2 separate regions of the Zea mays genome follow, and region 2 is linked to region 1. The links are chromatin contacts, called in public Hi-C maps. All regions are on one chromosome and are shown on one strand. Each heading gives the region's core, a stretch centred on a gene start, on an enhancer-like site or on the middle of the called end of the contact. The rest is flanking DNA. Distances are from core to core; before and after follow the strand shown.

Region 1 (3,692 bases), core at 429-2,928:
GTTGAGCAGCGCCGTCACGGCGTTGAGCTGGAGAGCCGAGTCCTCGGACAGGAGCAGCGGCACGAGGAGCCCCGCGGCGCCGGCCTCCCCGATGAACGCGCGGTTGTCGGACCCGGACTTGGCCAGCTGCCGGATCTCTTGGACCACGCGCTTCGTCGCCTCGGGGGAGAAAGAGGCCGACAGCTTCTTCACGAGGAACGACGCGGTCATGCGCGCCGCCTTCAGCGCGGCCTTGTTCGCGCCTACCGCCGGCGCCGGCTCGGCTTTCCCGGACTCGCTGCTCTCCATGGGGATGCCGTTCTCCCGGCACCACCGCGATATCAAGTTCTTGAGCGCCTTGTTGGGCACGAGTTCCAGATTCAGCAGCACTTGCCCGGTCTTGGGGCACGTGGATTTGCCAGAGCCGAACCAGCGCGTGATGGAGTCACGGTCGTACGTCTGACCGCTAGAAGCCACGACGGGGTCGCCCATCAGCTCGAGGGAGATGGGGCACCGGAAGTCCGGCGGCGGCGACGGTGGCTCCGCGTCGTCGAGATCCACCTTGGAGTCCACGGGCCGCGGCGTGGCGGCACTGAAGAGGACGCACTTGGCGTAGCGGAGGAGGCCGACGAGGGCGATCATCGACGACGTCCACCTCTCGGCGACGCGGTCGCCGATCTCCCGCTCCAGGGTCTCGATCTCGTCGCTGCAGCTGGCGGGGTCGTTGATGCCCACGTCCTCCAGGATACCCTCAAGCCTCTCCCGCTCCGGCACGATCTCCCGCTCCACCTCCTGGATCAGCGCGAGCACGCCCGCCTTCAGCTCCAGCTCCGGGGCCGCCGCGCGGCGGCACTGCCGCGACGCGAGCGCCAGGAGGTCCGACACGTCGTCGGCGAGCCCGAGCTCCGCGGCGGGGAGCAGGTCGATCAGCGTGGCGAGGTCGTGCTGGAGCTCCCGCGCGCGCGCGGCCACCTCATCCGACTGAAGCAGCAGGCGCGTGCGGCTGCGCGTGGCGCAGTCGGCCACGAGCGCCTTGAACCGCTGCAGCACGAGCAGGAGCTCCCGGAGGCACAGGGACGCGGAGCGCGGCAGCAGCAGCAGCAGCAGCGGGCCCGCGGCCGCGCCGCACAGCAGCAGGTCGTCGAACACGGCGGCCAGCAGGCGCGCCCGCCTGGCCACCGCTGCGAAGACCGGCCGCAGGAACGGCGCCGGCGCCTCGGCCGCCGACAGGTCCCGCGCCAGGCGGTGCAGGGAGCGCAGGACCTCCCCGTCGGGCGCCGACGAGGAGTAGGGGGATGACGGCCACGCGTCGCTCATCATTGGTGCTGCTGTATGTGCCTTGAGTATGTAACGATGGAATCCGATTCTGATTACAATCTCAATCCGATTCTGATTACAATCTCAATCCGAAGAGAAGGCGGTGAAGAAACACGGATGGATGGACAAGTGAGACGAGTTGGAGATGGGATGGGACGATGAGATGGGAGAAGACACGGAGCGGAAGGCGGGGAGGGGTAGCATATATACGGGGTGGCCGGCGTGGGTGGCTTGGCGCGTTGAGTTGTGCGCGAGCTGGGGTTGAAGAGGCTGGAAATCGGACGGAATCCTCCTGACTGTTGTGGCCCCAGATGTGATGGATACCCATGTCATGGCATGTGCATTTCCTTTCTTTATTGCTGTCGTTCTCCAACTCAACACTAGTAGGAGTATTTACTTTTTTCCCACCAAAAGAAAAAAAACACTATCTTTGAGGCGAAACGGTTTGAAGCCGAGATGTTGTCGACAGCCTGACGCGCTGGGCCATAACAGAAAAAAAGGGGGCAAAACGCTGGCCGCTCGATCTCGGTGCACGGCCGGCCGGATTTGGCCGGGGGTACTTGGCCTCGTGTAGTCGTGTGTGACTCGGCTTGGGTCTGGCAGTTGAGGGAGAGGGGTTGGTAAAGCTGCTAGAACCGGTTTGAGCGGATCGCGTCCATGGTCTCGTTGTTGCAGGCCGGGATAAGAAATGGAAAGCTTCAATTTTTCACCAAAAAGGAAATGGAAATCTTCCAAGGTTGCGCTGCAGTTTGCAGGACAAATTCCTGTTCTCGAACGGGCGAGGACAGTTTCCTGCAGGTCCTTTGTCAGCAACCACGCCCAGTCCCCAGCCATGGTGCAGGCAGTTGCTCATTTCCCCCATGTCACATGTGGAAATCGAATATTACACTCTGGATCACGGTCACACCATACACACAGGACCCGACCGGCTCTACGCTCCTGGAAGGAGAGGCAGATGCGTTGCTTCTTGATGCAACCAGGTGGATCGTGTGATATAAAAGCTACATGTCGCATCGCACGTACTGGTATTAGTTTGCCCCCACGAAGTCCACGTTTTGCACCGAATCGACAGATATGGTTCGTGCCAGTACCCTCCAGTTGGACCGCAGTGACCAGTGGTGGCGCATAATGTTAGAAATATAGGTATTTTTCATATCATTTTAATTCCATAAATTAACATTATGATGATGACACATAAAATATGTTTAATCATAGAAATCGTGATTTTAAATATATTCATAACAATATGGATCATGAGAACATAAAGCATATGAATCATATAAATATAATAAGCATATAAACAGTCAGAACAATTGAGAATAAACAGACAACAACATAAACAGCATGACTGTAAAATTAAGACAAACAAATTTATCATATTACTAGTATGAACAGGCATCAGACATGTCATGATATAATATGACAAAACACATTGGATAAATTTATGGCTATATATGAAACAGCAGGTATGAACATATGTAACATATATAATCTGCAGAATGTAAAACAGTAAGGAGATGAATTGATCATACCCTCCCATGCGCTCCGAGGATCTAGATCCCTGTCCAACTTCACTTGTCATGTGGTACGAGATGAAGACGCCAGGAACCAGCGATGAAGACAAAGACAGATGTTGGGCAGTCGCGTAGACGCTCCCCAAAAACCTAATTGCCGATCCCCCGAGCAGGGTCTCGAACGGCAAGGGCTTCGGAGGCACCTGCCCTCTCGCCTCTCTGTGCGCGCAGAGCTACGAGATGGAAACACCCTCACTTGCGGCTGGACTTGTGACTCTGAAATGGTTCTGTTCTCGTGTGTGTCAAGTGCGAGGGGTTCTCCTCTATTTAACCTCTCGCAGAGGGAAGCTGAAGGAGAAGAGTCTGCACGCGACACGCCAAGAGACGGGCAGCTGAAGGACAACGGTCTCGCATGCAGCTGAAAGGTTTACGCGGTTAGTGGGTGCTAAAAATTAACACAACCACACCACACCCCGCCCGCTCGCCTGCCTGCCTGCCTCGCCACGCCCGGCCCGGCCGGCGGCGGCGGCGGCGCGCGCGCGCGTGTGGCACGCTCTTGTCCATTTCTTGACTTCCCAAGTTAAGTGGAATAAATCCCACCATATAAGTCAAGCCAAAAGACCCTTGGACTTCCAATGTGGTACTATTGGTATTCTCCACCATTACACACCATAGAGTTTATTCAATAAATGGGTCAAGCCCATAAAAGATCCAACAATCCCCACCAAACTCTAGGATTTGTAATGATGAAGTATCAGAATCACAATCCTTTGATATACCAGTGTTTCGATGGAGACTGTTAAGTTGAACATCCATCTAGAATTAGAGTTTCACTCATTCACAACTGAACAATGGACTATGCCTTGAATTGACAGTTTTGTG
Region 2 (3,692 bases), core at 390-2,889, 130 kb before region 1:
TCCCACTGACTGATCTGACAGGAAAACAGCGCCGCTCGCCCCTCTCCGACTGCTGTGCCACCCGCCAGGGTGAGGCTGACAGCGGTCGAGTCCAGCCTCGGGCGCCACAGGAAGCTCCGCCTCGCCCGACCTTGGGCCTCGGCCTCAGGAGAAGTCTCCGCCTCGCCCGACCTTGGGCCTCGGCCTCAGGAGAAGTCTCTGCCTCGCCCGACCCTAGGGCTCGGCCCCCGCCTCGGCCTCGGAAGATGGACTCCGCCTCGCCCGACGCCAGGGCTCGGCCTCGACCTCGACCTCGGAAGATGGACTCCGCCTCGCCCGACCCTAGGGCCCGGTCTCAACCTCGACCTCGGGCGGAATCGCGTCCTCGCCCGACCCCGGCCTCGGCCTCGGGAGGAGTCTCCGCCTCGCCCGACCTCGGGCTCAGACCGACCACGCCGCAGGGGGTATATCATTACCCTACCCCTAGCTAGCTCAGGCTACGGGGGAACAAGACCGGCGTCCCATCCAGGCTCGCCCCGGTAACAAGTAATGATGGCTCCCCGCGTGCGGCCATGACGACGGCGGCTCTCAGCCCCTTACGGAAGTAAGGAGACGTCAGCAAGGTCCCGACAGCCCCGACAGCTGTGCTTCTATAGGACTCAAACGCTCCTCCGACGGCCACGACACCATGTACATAGGGCCCTAGCACCTCTCCGACAGCCACGTTGGCATGTACATAGGGCTCCGGCTCCTCTCTACCGGACACGTTAGCATATCGCTACACCCCCATTGTACACCTGGACCCTCTCCTTGCATCTATAAAAGGAAGGGCTAGGGTCCTCATACGGGAGGGTGGTCGCGCGGGACTCTCTCCCTCGCGAACGCTTGTAACCCCTACTGCAAGCGCATCCACTCCGGCGCAGGACAACACGAAGTTGCGGTTTTCCCCCCTTTGTGCTCCGTCTCGCGCCAACCCATCTGAGCCGGGGCACGTAGCGACAATTTACTCGTCGGTCCAGGGACCCCCGGGGTCGAAACGCCGACACTTATCCTGTCCATCTTTGGCTTGAGGTTGAGGCTAGGGCTAAGGTTATTGAACTCTTCTCACTCTTTCTTCCTCTCCCACTCCTAGGCCCATTTGTAGGGTTTTTTTAGCACTATTACTTGTCTCAAAATTTAGTGATACATCCATTCTGATAGTGTGGAAAATTTAGCTCAAATAATAATAAACGTTTTGAACCTCCAACAGTTACTATAAGTTATGGCAGTGACGGGCTATCAACCGTTACTGTAAGCTGCGGGTGCGGGGCACGCAGGCAACAGCAGCCGCAGCGTCGGGCGTCCGTGTAGCTCTTGTATCATTGCGCCGCCTTCCACTGTCGTTGCACCCACCGATCCCTCGCTCTCGGCCTAGGGCAGTAGGATGTATAGGGGATTAACAACCAGTCGCGGCCGCCGGCCGCCGGGCGGTGATGTGCGCGTCGTAAAAAAGATGGCAGTGCCGCTGCCGCTAGGCGCTAGGGGACGAACAGAGAACATGAGGCAGGAGGAGGGAAGAGCACAAACAAACCCGTGGCGGCGTGGCCCGTGGGGCGGCCATGGGACGATCGCTCGCCAGCTCGTCGCGCCGCTAGCGAAAGTAGAAAACGTGGCGAGTCCCTCACCCCCAACGGCCCAACCCCAAAGCCCGACCCATGCCGAAGGTATTGGGACCGGCGGGCGGACTGGGCCAAAGAAAAGAAGGCGAGCGGAAGCTAGATGATGCTGGTGTCGCCACGCGGCCGCTCGGGCACTCTGGCATCTTTGTTCTGCAATCATCTGGTCTTTGTTCGTTTCCTTCCTTTTCCGCTGTCCAAGCAAGGAATTAACTTGGGCTGTGCTGGTAGGAGTCATTCCAATTTCCACTGTGCACTCACTGCTGAAATTATCTGCTCCTTTTCGCCGTCTGCTGTTGGATCTCTTGCAATATGCAAGCTCACCTACTGTCGCTTCCTGAACCTGAATGCTTGGTTGTCTGTCATACATGCACCTCCACATTGGCCTCAGTACTTCGCTGCGCTGCGCTACGGCTACAAGGGACGCGACGAAAGCAACCCGTATCCGCGACACAATCATGCAACCCGGTCCCTTTCGCGAAGATCAGCCGCCCGTGCGCTGGTGTCCGCCGTATCCACGCACACGGCACACACCTGGACAACAGGCTCGCTGGCTGCCGCCGCGGCCGCACGGGCGCCAGCCACCACGAGTGACATGTCACCTACCGGATGCAAGTGGCCACGCCATGGCACCGGCGAGCCGTCCTTGCTCTTCCTGATAAGAGTGATAGGTGATAGCCTCTCAGCTTGACCGGCTATGGACCGCAGTGGCTGCTGTTTCGTCAGAGAGGTGGTGACTGCTGGTGATTCTCCCCTGAACCGGTCTGTCACACTGCCGAGTGACCGCTGGCTCGACGGAAGCTTCGCCGGCCACTGGCCTGCCGCCTGCGCGGCTGATGCAGCAGGAGCAGCAGCACTGCGCTCTGACTCTGAGAGATCACTCTGGCTTTTCTCGGTGCTCTCCCGCCGCTTGCACGTACACGTGTGTTGACCAGGGCAGCCCCGGCCAAACGCACGGGACAAGCTGTTCATTCTCCGTCCGTGTGGGTATCTGAATTTATTTGTCTGCTTCCTGCTCGTGCCGCTTTTCCCTGTGGAGGGTTTACCGTTTACCAGCGTGTGTTACTCGCCTGAATTCTTTTCATTTCAGGCTGGTGTGGTGGAATATATCTTCAGTAGTTCAGTAGGCTATATGCATGAGAAGCATTGCTCTTACCCCAAACCGTATGCAGGATTGCGGGGAGAATTAGCGTTAGCTCCTCACACCATATGAAGGAGCACTGGGACAGCGTATGTTCCTGGCCTGTCGCCTGAATTCTTTTCTTTCCTTTTCATTTCTGCTTGGTGGTATATCTTCAGTAGTTCAGTGGATGACCACTAGGCTAGGCATGCATGAGAAGCACTGTTTACCCCAACCATATGAAGAATTCATAGCACTTGGGGCTTACAGAATTAGCGCTCCTCAAAGAAGAAAAGGCCACCGAGGGGCGGTGGACCGACCGCTGTCCCTGTGTCCTGGTCGTGGGCCAGATGGGCACCACACACAAGCAACTTCACCTCAAATTTGATAAGTGAACAGTGTGAGTAAACCATAAAGCTTGGACCTGATCGTTTTGACCTTAAGGGCTTGTTCGGTTCTACCTCAATCCATATGGATTGAGGCCGATTGAGGGGTTTCAGTCACTAGTAAGTCAAAATATCTCTCAATCCATATGGATTGAAAATAACCGAACAAACCCTAAGAGAATGCTAAAATTAGTTAGATACATTCAAACAGTCTAGTTAATAATAATTTAGTTATATATTATCTACTTTTAGTAAATTATCCTAATGCACTATAATTAATAGGTAGTTGACTAAAAAATTACTAGTGAAATTAGCTAGTTAACAAATAGTTAGCTAACTATTAACTAATTTACTAAAAATAACTAATAACTAAACTATTAGCTACGATGTTTGAATGTCTCTAACTAATTTTACTCACTAACTATTAGTCGTAGTCGATTCAAACAACTCCTAGGTCGAGCTCTTTCTAACTCGCCTACAGGATACAGTAACCATACAGGGCCGGAGCCGAATTAGCCGTACAGGTCTGGTTCTTCGTAGGCCTGTATTTTG

The links. A called contact is a pair of places that touch in the nucleus more often than the background predicts.
Region 2: a Hi-C map of tassel shows a contact between it and region 1, with 3 times the contacts expected there. The contact joins the enhancer-like site here to the promoter of LOC103630485 in region 1. A contact is called at or near these places in 2 of 25 Hi-C or Micro-C datasets (ear and tassel).

The regions. Positions count from the first base shown.
Region 1 is chr6:164,978,953-164,982,644 of Zm-B73-REFERENCE-NAM-5.0, reverse strand. It overlaps LOC103630485 (U-box domain-containing protein 16), which reads right to left and starts at 1,678. Exons shown (of 1, transcript XM_008651535.4): 1 at 1-1,678. The coding sequence starts at 1,299.
Region 2 is chr6:165,110,553-165,114,244 of Zm-B73-REFERENCE-NAM-5.0, reverse strand. No RefSeq gene overlaps it. Among protein-coding and RNA genes, the nearest start is that of LOC111589637, 27 kb to the left of the region's middle. Within about 2 kb of position 1,639, at least 16 of the 20 cell types and tissues checked have an H3K27ac peak or open chromatin away from gene starts, as enhancers often do. A contact at or near this core is called in ear and tassel, where this site is marked.